Linked DNA regions of Arachis hypogaea: region 2 is linked to region 1. The links are chromatin contacts, called in public Hi-C maps. All regions are on one chromosome and are shown on one strand. Each heading gives the region's core, a stretch centred on a gene start, on an enhancer-like site or on the middle of the called end of the contact. The rest is flanking DNA. Distances are from core to core; before and after follow the strand shown.

What was found. A called contact is a pair of places that touch in the nucleus more often than the background predicts.
Region 2: a Hi-C map of an unstated tissue shows a contact between it and region 1, with 4 times the contacts expected there. The contact joins the enhancer-like site here to the promoter of LOC112706617 in region 1. A contact is called at or near these places in 3 of 8 Hi-C or Micro-C datasets (leaf and an unstated tissue).

Annotation. Positions count from the first base shown.
Region 1 is chr8:26,249,539-26,256,179 of arahy.Tifrunner.gnm2.J5K5, reverse strand. LOC112706617 reads right to left here and starts at 4,741. Exons shown (of 3, transcript XM_025758010.2): 1 at 4,514-4,741; 2 at 4,285-4,360; 3 at 2,777-3,551. The coding sequence starts at 3,505. The coding sequence ends at 3,095. LOC112706618 (beta-glucosidase 12) reads right to left here and starts at 825. Exons shown (of 13, transcript XM_025758011.3): 1 at 690-825; 2 at 544-613; 3 at 391-449; 4 at 60-135. The coding sequence starts at 441.
Region 2 is chr8:26,315,840-26,322,694 of arahy.Tifrunner.gnm2.J5K5, reverse strand. No RefSeq gene overlaps it. Among protein-coding and RNA genes, the nearest start is that of LOC112706621, 12 kb to the left of the region's middle. Within about 2 kb of position 1,749, at least 2 of the 3 cell types and tissues checked have open chromatin away from gene starts, as enhancers often do.

The DNA of each region.
Region 1 (6,641 bases), core at 3,492-5,991:
GGACCTACATGTAAAGTTAAGTTTGGATAAGAATTGATCAACATTATTATTCAACTTACTTGGGAGTATTCTAGACCAAGAGATAGAGAATCTGTATGCATCCAAATTAATATATTTCATGATCCCAACATCCTCCTACAATATGACAAATCAAATCAACTCATTTTACATTTAAGTGCACTTACATGATACTTATAGTTAATAATTGCATTTATATAAAAATTACTACATGAAGTAAAATTCTTTCTTCCTATAGTATTTTTCAATTCAACAGATTAACAATAACTAATAATTCGTCTAGATCTAAACTCTATTTAAAAGTATATTAACCATTGAATTGTTACGTACACAAGCTGAAATTCGAATATGGATAAATGCATATATGCATACCTTGTAGCGGTGATATTGGTCAATGAGAACATCCGCATTGCTTCTGTCCATTATTTTCTCTAATCAACATTGAACAAAACAATGTCTAATCAATATCTATATAAATTTTGTTGAAGAAAATAAAATAATTATTGAAAGAAAGTAAAAAAAAACCTGGATATTTGTGAGTGAAGGTATCCCATATACTTGGACCTCTTCCACCTTCATTTGCTGCACCTTCGTACTGCGCATCGAATGTAATAATTATTAATTGAATGAAGTTGAATTCAAATAATTGAGATGGATAGATACATACATACCTGATATGCAGATGCGGATGTGGCAAAGATGAAACCTTCTGGAAAACTGCTCCGATTGAGCGAAGAAGAAGAACAAGTAGCAAAGACCACGCCGATAACAACAACGCTAATAAACCCCTTCACTGTTATCTCAGTTGATCTCAATTCAGGATTTGCCTTTTTTCCTATATATATATAACACAACTATTTTTTACTAGCAACTTGTTTTCTTCTACTTTTTGCTGGTTGCAATGACTAATTAATCGTAGTTAAGCAAGTAAATATGTAATCATGAGAATTTCTTTTATGTTCTAGAGCAAATTAATACTCTTGTTCTCCATCATTTATTTTGCCAAGCCAATTAGTTAATTTTTTTTTATTCTAAATTTTAAATTTATAAAAGTGTTAATTTTAAACACTTAAAATTAATTTTTATATTTTTTCACTAAGGTACCGTCAGGGCACATAAAAGTTTCATAGCATAAATTATTTTACATGGCAGCAAATCAAAATCAAAGGTTTTTTATGATTATTTAAGTTAACTTTATTCTTTCTTCCTTTCTTTTTTTTTTTCTTGTTGGTTGAAAAACAGAATTTATATTTTTTATTAGGATCCACTGGGGAGACAATGGACTATTTGTACAATGTGTACAATGGCTATTAAGTTATGAAATGAACATCTCCTATACTATTTAGAATAACCATCCAAGTACATCTTCTCGAAAAATTAGTTTAATTTTTGGGTTCACCAAGGATCGAACTCTTAACCTTTCAGATCTAGCGCTTTAATACCATGTCATGATACCACTCATCCCAAAAGATTCAGCTGATGAAAAAATGTAACACTAATAATTATATCTCTAATATTCCATAAACCTCCATTGTACACATTGTATAAATATTTCATTGGCTCCTCATACTTTCCCTTTTTATTAAAACAAATAAATCTCTAATTAGATCGTGAGCATGACTGGATGACAATAGTGATTAATTATCCTTGTCTGTATATTCAAGTTAAATTAGATCTATCTTCTAATCATACAATTACTACACCAACTAACATTTTGCACACAATAACTTTTCAACATCGGTTACTCTTCTTCTTTTTTTTTTTTTTGTCTTAAAGATGGATGACTAGAGCAAGTGACGATCATTCAGAAGTGGGCTGGATCAGAATGCTAGGCACCGACTAAGCCAAAATCTCTCTAACCCAATTTTCCTTTTTTTTTGGAATGGACCCAATTAGCCTTAAAATAGTGTATTAGCTCTGTGTCGTTATCATGAAAAAAAAACAACTGTCATCATGGACCAAGACCAAAAACTAAAATAATGCTGTCATTATTATGGATGGCCAAATAGTTAAAAGAAAAGAAAAACACAAAACCCTACACTAATTTGTTTAAAATTTACACAATATTTATGATTATTCAATTCATACTCTGTCCAAAAAAATAATTATTCTTATCATTTGCGAACTTCTATGCCCAGTTTGCTTTCTTCCGAGAGAATGAACGGGCATTTAGCATATGGATATGAAGGAAAGTCAAAGCAAAAGTAACCCAAATTGTATCTCAGTCAAATATACAAATCTTGTGAGTTAGAATTCTTATGCACGCATTTTCATTATTATTTAATATTTATTGATTTGGACTTCCAAATTCCAACACATGAAAACACAATTTATGGAAACAAGATATCTGTTAGGCATAGTAGTTTGCCAAACATCTCAGCAAAGCACCATTGTTGTTCTCTTGTTTCATTCCTGAAAGAGTCACTTTATATTCTTATAATCTGATTCATGAATTCATCTGAATTTACTCTTTTATAGACCAAGAGACTATATAAAGCTCCAGAGTCCAGAGACAGGATATAGAAGGCTATTATTTAATTTGAAGAAATTCATACACAAAGACTAACAGGTACAGACTCAAAAGATAACAACTCAATAATAAGAAAGCTGATATTGTTGACACATAATCTAATAAATTCTCTATAACTCGGTGTCAAGAAATTTCTCATGAGACGCAAAGACAAAATTTCCTTTATTTTAGAAACTTGGCAAGCATAGCCTCTAAGGAGAGATAGGGGGAACATCAGAGGCATGGTCATAACTTCAATGGAAGATCATAAATTCTTTTTCTATCTCAAACTGAAAATAGAGTAAGGGACAAAAATTGATATCATGATATAGAACTACAACCAGCATAACAAACTCTCATATCAATGCTCGAAAAAGGAATTAATCGCAGGGAATCAACCAATGGAACCCCTTTCAACCATCCCCAAAGAACAAATACGAAGTAAAATTAAGGTCAAAGAAATAAAACAAGATAATAAAAGTAAAGAGCTCAAAGATTAATGGGCCTCATTCCCTGTTTCGCAATTTCGACGGGTCACATGAGTAGGAAACCTATTGCACCATGTTCTTACTTGCACTGCACACCTGCTTCAGCAGCCCGACGAGGAGTGCTCTTACGCCGGCTTCCATTGTGCCGAAATCCATTGGACTTTTCCAATCCATCCGTGTTCAATTGATTTCCAACACCATTTTCTTCCTCAATAGAGTCTAATTTCTCTTTCACTTGTGTGTTTCGTTTCCTTTTCCTTCCATTCTCCACTACAATGGAACTTTTCATCTCTTTGCCACTAACTACATTGTTGACATTGACATTGTCATCCTCTACTTTTTCAACTTCTTCATCATCAAATTCATCTTTAAGAGGTTTTTGTGGCCTTCCTCTTCTCTTTTGTGTGGGAAGCTTTTCATCCTCACCACTTCCAGCATCTTCATGATTAGTAACATTTAGCTTTTTACCCTTTCCTCTACCTCTACCCATAATCTTAAAATTCTCAGCAAAGATATGATCATACAAACATGGATCTCTGCAAGCAAATCAAGCCAAGTTACAAGACTTTCAGTAGAGAACTAGAGATATCAAAGGATTATAAACTCTAACTTCAAATTAAACAGGGTGCACTAGCATATTCTTCCCACCAACACCTATTTATAATCGAGCATATGTGATATGTATGTACTCACAAAAACGAACACAAAAGACACAATCCTATAAGCCGCGCAGCATAGTGAAATGAAAATCTAAGAGGTTAATGATATTAAAGCTATGACTGAATTTGTGCATAGGCAAAATAAGCCATAAGAAATATCACTCCGTCCCAAGTCCCAACCATTTCTATAGATGAACAAAGGACTTCTCATTGTTCTTGCACCATTTTATTATTCCATTCATTCACAATAAACAAGTTCTTTGAAACCCTGATTTTTCAGTGACAGAATAGTAAAACCCAAAAGATATTGCAACCACAGATTGGTTTCACATGCAGCAGCTGATAGCTAGGTACAGAAAGGTATATTCCCAAAAATTGAATCCGATACTGTTTTAGTAAATAACAGTCAGATTAGGGCACATAAGAACACAGTAAGAGGATTTGGCGATTCAACGAAAAAAGAGCAAATCAAGTGAGAAATAATGCACAACTAAGCTTCTAATCTAAACAAAGTATCATTTGGAAGATCCACAATAAACCATACAAAGTATTAAATCCAATAACAACAAAGCGAGACAAATAAGATGCATAAACCAACGAAAATACTGACCAAAAATGTGGATAACTCGGTTGACATCTCCAGCATAAGACTGAATGAATGGAATCTGCTGCAGCAGAAGAAAACTCTACAACAAGCAACATAAAAAAAAGAGTTAATTTATATATCTCAATCCATAAAGCAAGTAGAATCAAACAGCGAAAAACGAAAAGCTGAATAAAGAGAGTTAAATAAGGAAAAGAAATGATCTGAATAATGAATGAAGCAGCAAATAGAATACCGAGCTATATGGTGAAAGAGTGAGATAGGAATGGATTGAAAGGAGTTGGAAGAGTGTTGGTGATGAGAATAAGAATGAAGAAATCGTGAAAATGAAACAGAGGCAAAGAAAGTAGGGATAGAATACAAGAGAGAACAAAACTGAAGAAGAAGAAGAAGAAGGCGTGAATGAGAGAGAAAGAGAAAGAGAGATATTTGTCGATTGCCTCTTCACTCTCTACACAGACCTGTATGTAATTTGTAAAAATATTTTATTTATTTTATCATGGGGTCAATATGGTAATTAAGTAGGAAGTGGTGAAAACTGAAAACAGCCTAGATAAACCAATTTGGATTCATTCATTTGCTGTTAGGTTTGAATCTCATCTTGTCTGTTGTGTACACATATTTCTGTGTATTTAGATTTATTTTGGATAAATAATCTAATTAATTTAAAAAATAAATAAATAATAAATATTTAAAAAGTACTTATTTTAAGAAAAAAATAATAATAAATTATTATTATAAGAAAAATTTTTATTTATTTTTCTATAAACACTAAAATAACTTTTTAAAAAATTATAATTTGATTTTAAAAATTGTATCCCACATTAATATTATACATTTTTATAAATTAAAAATTAAAAAAATAACTTATAAACTTTTCTAAACGGGATGTTAGAATTTAAATTTTTGATATTTTCTCAAAAAAATGAATAAGTTAATTATTCGACTAATTTAAATTAGATGTAATATTCAATTTTATAAATTTGCAGGTAATTTTTAATTTAATTTTTCAAATTTTAATTATCTCTAATTAATTTTTAAATTGATGTAGATAATTGGATGTTACACTTGATTTTATAAAATGGTATTGTTTCAATTTTAGTATTTAAATAACCAAAAGACGACATGTAGGTTGTAGCATCTAACTGATTATTTATGTCCTTTATATATTGAAAATTGTCTTAAAAGCTAATACAAAATATTTATAAATTTTAAGTATTAACTTTTTAAATTAATTACTAACAAATTTATTATTTTTAAATAAAATTTAAATTTATAACAAATTAATTTTTTATTTGTTGAGTTTGGAGATAAAAAAAATATAGCAAATAGATAGATCTCTCATCTCTTTAACTAAGATGTCCCCAACTGTCCCCTAACAACGGTACCCTGTGCCCTAAATCTAACGTCATTCAAATTTGAGACATTCTATCATACTACTAGTTCTGCTGCTTTGTCACGCCGCCTCTAAAAATTTTATTTCTATCCTTAACTTATAAATACTTACGATTAACTAAATCACTTGATTTAGGTAGATTTTTAGTATAATGTAATGCGTTCGCATTATAAGGGCAGAAAAGTATAACAATAAATTTATCTGGAAAGTTCTTCATGGTCGACTTCCGGTGCTTGTTCAGATTCATCACCGCATTCCATCTATATCGCCAATATGCCCTTGTTGTCATGAAGCAACGGAAACAGTCACTCATTGTTTGATCGATTGCTCTAGAATTAAAGACGTATGGTCTCAGAGTTATCTTCGTGACTGTCTTCCCCCTCAGAGTTCTAATGACTTTTGGACATGATGGACTGCATCAACAGAGATACTTAACCCGTTGAAGAATGCTGACCGTAATCCTCAATTGCTTGCCATCATTTGCTGGAACTGCTGGAAAGCTCGCAACCAGTTGATTTTTGAAGGTTCTACTTCTATGCCGTCTGCCATTCTAGCAAGTTCTGTCAAGTTGTTTCGTGAAATCCAAAGAACTCCCAGTTTAGGTCGTCATCTCCATGAGACAAGCTCTTAGGTGCATTCAATTTGATTTATCATTATTTCTTCTTTAAGATTTTTCTTTGTTTTTTGACCATACACCGTTGAATGAATACAGTGTAGTGTTTTTGAGAAATCCCCACCTTTTATTATGCTGTCCTGCTTCTAGACATCTTTGTATTTCATTTTTTAATAATTAATGAAATATGTAAGTATAATACCCACAACTAATTGGCCCTAGGATCACTCACTCATATAAATGACACTATCATATTTTTCATCTCTCAAACTCACTAACACTCATAAAACAAGGAAGAGAATTTTCACATTTCAAAACATACACATTTCATTATAGAACACACAAAATACATAA
Region 2 (6,855 bases), core at 500-2,999, 70 kb before region 1:
AAAAAAAATAAGAGAAAGAAAATATTTCTGCTCCTTCGAAGAGAAAAGGAAAGAAGAAAAAGAAGAAGAAAAAGAAGCTATCAACGATCCAAGCTATCCACGATCCACTCTGCTTCCGCTTTCGTCGTCACCTTGATACATTTTGATTTCTAAGTTAAGCACGATTTTAAAATTAAGTTAAACTTTAGAAATAATTTTATATGCAAAAAAAAGTTATGAACAACAAAATTTTTGATATATACTTTAGATACCAAAATCGTACTTAACCATTATATATATATATATATATATATATATATATATATATATATTAATTGATTTAGTAGATAATTTTCAGTTTGTTACAGTATTTGTTATATCCATATATATAAATTCATGGTTAAAATTTCTTCCTCGGTTTTTGTGAACTAAAAATCAAATTTATTTTTACCGATTGAATGAAGAAGCATGAAGAGTGATCATCAATAACAGCTTAAATCAAAGAATTTTATATCTATGGCTATAGTTTCAATATAGTTTCAATAACAGCTTATTGTTGGATGCCATAATTTCTTAGCTTCGAATATTGTATTGCGAATTTGTGACCATTTTTATAACAAGAAAATACGTAACCTTTATTAGGCTTTTAGTTTTAGCTACCTAGGTTTTATTTGTCATTCTTGTTGATCCACCCGTTATAACTTTGTCGTAGCTGTTATATAACTAATAATTTGGGTATCAAAACTACTCTATATATAATTTAATATCATATCCGATAAAAGAATTTTATATCTGTTATTACTAAATGGTTATAAGACATGTTTAACTTATAAAAATAAAAAAAATAAAAAAAGATACCTTCTAAATCCATTTTTTAATCTTGGGCACAAGAACAATTATATTTCTTGTAACTACCAAAGCAAGAAAAAATGACTAAAACCTCAGAATAGGTAGGTTAATTTAAGAAAAAAGATAATAATTTTTTTATAATATTTGAAATTATATCCATAAAAAATTACTGCAATTAACTTTTATCATATTCATTTATAATGTTATATTAAATTTTATTAAAAATAATGCATAGTTATTTTAAAATATCATCTTTGACTTTTTAATTTTATTTGGAAAAATAGTTTAAGCCAAACTAAATACTAATTATATTGTGGCTTATACATATTTTTCTCATTAACACAATCAAATATTTTCCTTTTAATTTATCCGAAAATAATTAATAAATGATAAACATAAATTAAAAAATAGCAAATATAAATTAAAGCTATACAAAAATACATATATATTTTAATAAATATCTTGTGATGTTTTCTACTTTAATTGTATTTTATTGCCAGCATGGGGAAAAAGAAGTTCAAAAAAAAGGGAAAAAAAAAACGAGACCCACACCAAAGAGAAAGCCATACCTAAGTCACGAAGTCAAAAACAAAAAAAAAGACGACAAAAAAAAAACCATCCTCACGGGCTTTTATACCCGAAACTGATCCCAAAACAAGAAGTCAAAAAACGAAGGAAATATAACCAAACAAAATAAGAAATAACAAAAACTCATCTACACATGAGTGAGGGGGAACTCCTCTGGGTGGTGACTGCTGCTTGTCTAGGTCTTCCTAATGCAAGGAAAGAAACCGCAACGAGAACTCCGAACAATAGGCCGAAGAAGAACGGAAGATCTTGGTCTTCTATGAACGGCCATGAAGAGGTTAAGTTGAAAAAGAAGGTTAAGTTAAAAAAGCCTAGAGGGAGATCGATTCCCACTCGCATAGTTGATGACAGACAGAACTCTAGCAAGGGATTTAAAAAACGGTAACAATTTCTAAGGAGTCGGAGTGAGCGCTGCATGTCTTTATATAGGCGTGTCTATGGATCGGATTCGATCCGTTTATCCGAATCCGATCTAAAAATTGCGGATATGAATCTGATCCGCAAGGTTTTCGGATCGGATCTGCACACTAATCGGATCGAATTATGGATTTTGTGTTGGTATCCGCGTATCCGCAAAAATAAATAAATAAATAAATATTCTTTTTATGTTTTATTTCAACTAATAATTATCATATATGTTATATTATTTTAATTTATTATTTAAGAAAAATATGTTTAATATTATTTTAAAAATAAACATATTTAAAAGAATAGAAAAAATAAATTTTATTGATATTTTTTTAATAAAAATAAGTTTTTAAAAATATTTTTGTGTTTTGCAGATATATCCGATATCGGATCCGATCCGATCCGCACGTTTGCGGATCGGATCGGATCGGATCCAATCTTAAAAACTGCGAATATCGGATCCGATCCGATCCGCATACACCCCTATCTTTATATAGATAATCCTAATTTGATTTCATAACTAACAGAATCATGATTTGATTCAAATTTTAAATTAAAAATTACTTAAAATTAATTAATTGTCTCTAATTTAATTTTAATTTCAATTTAATTCCATTATATATATCGTATAAAATATACATTGGTTTTCGTACTTTTCCATATAAAAAATAAAAACTACTAAGACTTGGGCATATCTCTGAGCCTATTTCTAAATGCTACCTTTAGTGGATAATGTTAAGCCCTCCCTCGAGTTTCCTTCTTCTAACCCCCTTTACCCTCTTCAAACTAAGTAATCTAATAACCTCTATCCCTACCAAGACAGATATCAAGGTTGATATATACTAATTCAGACAATACTATTATGGCTGGAATGGTCTGTTTTTTTGCAGCTCATCTTTTGAAATTTGTTTATCTAGATGAATATACCATTCTTATTTATACCATAGTGTATACTTTCTTCTGCTCCCTTTCCTTCGAAAGGGGAGTGGCATCCTACTGTAGTTCTTTGATGTATTTATTATCGTTGCAACTTGCAAGTGTTTTGGTGTTAGTATTAATTTAAGTACTTGTGGATTTTAACTCATCAGAATGGAGATGCCCGAAACTTGGGAGATGTTAAACCAAGAATAAGTCAAAGATATGTCTGTAAAGGAAGGAAAGAATGAGTTAATGATCACCAAAGAGAAACAAAACGATAATGGTGGAAGGTGGAAGGTGGAGGAGCACCTGGGGTGGCTGCGTGGATACACAAATTGAGAAGTGATGGACAATGTTATACCGTGACATTATAGTAAGTTAGTAACTAAAAATGGCTAAGTTTTGACTGACTAATGAACACATAATATGTGGAGAGTTGGGTGAAAGTTGTTAGTTAGAGTGATAGGCCTTATTGGTAGTGAGTAGTAGGGTAAAAAAACTACTTTTAAAAAGTAAAAGGTAGTGAGTAGTAGGGTAAAAAAACTACTTTTAAAAAGTAAAAGCTTTTTAGTTTGGTAAAATTTTTATTTTTCAAAAATAGCTTATAAAAGTTACCTTTTAAAAATGACTTTTTTAAAAGTTGTAACATTTATATTTGGTAAATCAAATTAAAAATTACTTTTAATAAACATAAGTAACAACAATTGCATTTGGTAAATGATAATGCTAGGGAGACAAAAAAACAGTCAGAACTTGCCTTGTTTAGTATTTATTAATTGTCGCAACAATTAATGAATGCTAAATAAAATAAGTTATGGGTGTTTTTGCCTGATTTTCTTTGGTTACTAAACATTTCCGTTGATAAAATAGTTTTTAAAATTTAAAAATACTATAATAGACATAAATTTGACAATTAGTTAACATATGAGGTTATATTAGACTTTTAAATTTTGAAAAGCACAAGCCAACTTTAAAAAGTTCTATCATAGATGCTTTCAAAAGTACTCCGATCTTTTAAAAGCTACAAGTACAAGCACATAATCTTTTTTATTTACCAAACACAAAATGAAGTGCTTGAGCTTTTAAAAAGGACAAGCACTTCTTCGAAAAGTTTTACCAAACCAAGCCTAAATAAACTGACCAAAATGATGTGTATATCACGTGGACATTTGTTTTGAAGGAAATAAATCTGTTAGTATTTTTTGAGTTGATAATTTTAAAATTTGAATGGTTGTGGTTTAGTGTGAAAATCTATTATAATGTTAGATCAATAAAATTAAAGTAGTCATGAACTATTAATAATGAGAATAATAAAAAAAAAACAAGAACTAAATCATGTAATATTTATGTGAGCTCTTATTATTAATGTATTTGTGGCATGAAATTATGAGAGTATAAATTTATAAAGTGTTAAAATTTTATAAGAAAATATTTTTATTTTGAATAAAAATAATTATTAAACAGTATTGTTGATATTATCATAATTATTATTATTATTATTATTATTATTATTATTATTATTATTATTATGATTAAAAGAGAAATTTTTGAAAATTAGTATTTTTTAGTTGTTTTGTTTATGTTTTGGTGAATATAAATACTAAATTATGTTTAACGGATAAATTTTATTAATATATGTGTTTAAATTCTGAAAATTTTGAGTGCAAATGATAATGATTCATATGTGCAAAATTTTAATAAACATAGGTGTAAATTGTATGTTTATTGTGTACAAAATCTCTATAAATATGGGTACAAATTATTACTGATTAAGTGCTGACAAAAAATATAATATTTGTTAGTCATATAGCATTGTTCTTATTAAAAATCTTCATAATAGTTTTATTAATAAGATTTACTTTTTTTTTACTTTGTGAATCCGCTAAAACTGGCATCCATAAATCTTGAATTTATAATGTCATACTTTCTATAATTTACTTAAATAAACTAGTTAAAAATCAATCATATCATATTGTCTCAAAACTGAATTCACTATTAAACTTTTTTTTCCTTTCAGTATTTATATAAAATGTGGTCCTTGTATAAAATTAAAAAAAAAACAAATATAAAATCTAAAAAACCACTATAATTTGTGAAGTAAATTTGTTAGTTTTTATTAAGCTTTTTTAAGATATTAATTTATTAATTTTTATTTAACTAAAAATTCTTTATTTTTTAATTTGTATATCCATGTTATACATATTATTCGTTAATTTTATGATATAAGTTTTAAAACTAAAGAAGAAATGGACTCTGACAAACGTAAAAATATAAAATAAAAAGAGTCACTTGTATTTTCTAAGGATATTCATATAAAATTACAATAAAAGATGTTTTAATCATAAAAGTGTATAAAATATTTTTGTTAACAAATTAAAACTAAAAAAAATACATATCTATTTTAATAAATATATTCTACTTTAATTGTATTTTATTGACAGCATGTGCCTCCTACCCTTAATAGTATAATAAGAGAATCATGAACAAAAACCCGTAGGAGTGCAGTCATGAACAAATGGAAATCAGTTCATCCGTATATTCTGGTCAATAAGTATTGATATCCGACCAAAAAAGTTAACCACTCCCTGCATCTGTCATTAGAGGGAAATCAGTTCAGCATATGCAATGTTAAGTCTTCAACAACAAAGAATTTTTGTTCATGGCAAATGAAACCAAAGGGGATGGAAGTGAGAGAGACAAGCAATTTTTTCTTTTAATTGCACAATATAGAAAGGAGATTATGATGCCCGTTGTTCCCGATAAGCCCCTTTTGGATTGGTTGTTTGCCATCCAGGGAACTTGCAAGGCAGACTTATGAAGTGGTTGAGCAGTTCTTGAAGCCTTTGAGGGAAGCCGGTTATCCGGAGCTGAGGCCGTTGCTTTGTATTGGTGAGATGGACACGAGATCACAGGTGGATATTGTGAAGAAGGGTGTTCACATTGTTGTTGCCACTCCTGGAAGATTGAAGGATTTGCTGGCAAAGAAGAAGATGAATCTTGATAGTTGTAGGTACTTGACTCTGGATGAGGCTGATAGGTTGGTGGATTTGGGGCTTGAGGATGACATTAGAGAAGTCTTTGATCACTTGAAAGCTCAGAGGCAAAGCCTTTTCTTCTCTGCCACCATGCCAACCAAAATCCAGAACTTCGCAAGGAGCGCTTTGGTGAAGCCAGTTATGGTGAATGTGGGGAGGGCAGGGGCTGCAAATCTTGATGTGATTCAGGAGGTAGAGTATGTCAAGCAGGAGGCTAAGATAGTGAATCTCCTCGAGTGCCTCCAGAAAACCCCACCACCTATTTCGGTGTTCTGCGAAAACAAGGCTGATGTGCAGGGATGGTTCTAAGTGTAGTATTGTGGGGCAATTGTCTCGCTATAATTTGGAATTTTTTTTAATAGTACATAATAATAATATTTATTTGTCTCTGTTAGATTATTAAATTTGACTCCATATTAATTTTTTATTCAATTTTTAGTACTTAATTGTCAATTTAAAAAATTTCATATTAGATATTCGTTAAAATGAGCAATTCTTAAATTTAAACGAAATTAGTGTTCTTTTTTTAAAATCAGCTCAAAAGAACATTATTTATCTTTTTTTAAAATTAGTTTCAATTTTTACGTAATAACTGTATTAATTGAAACAACTTTTTTAATTATGAATATCAATAAGAGTCGATTTCTAATTGTGCTGGAAAGTGAATTTCTAAATAATTGTTTAGTAATATATATAGAAAGAGAGAAATTTTGATGGTAGTGTTAAGAAAAAAATTACTTAATTTTTTTAAAATATAAAACCTAAAATAATAAAATTTTAAATAATATATTATTATTTAAATTTTTATTTTAGTGTTTTAATTTATATATTAGATATTTTAAAGACTAATTGTATTTTACAATAACAAAATATTAGGGTTGTCAAATGGGCTAGCCCGGCCCATTTAGGTTCGGCCCGTTAAGCCCGTGGGTTAACGGGCTGGCCCGTTTCAGCCCGCTTTATTCGCGGGTCAGAATTTTTTAGCCCGGACCATTTATGGTCAGTCTGATAGGTTAAACGGGCCAGCCCATTTATCATTTTATTTTATTTTTTGAAAAATATTTTGAGAAAAAATATC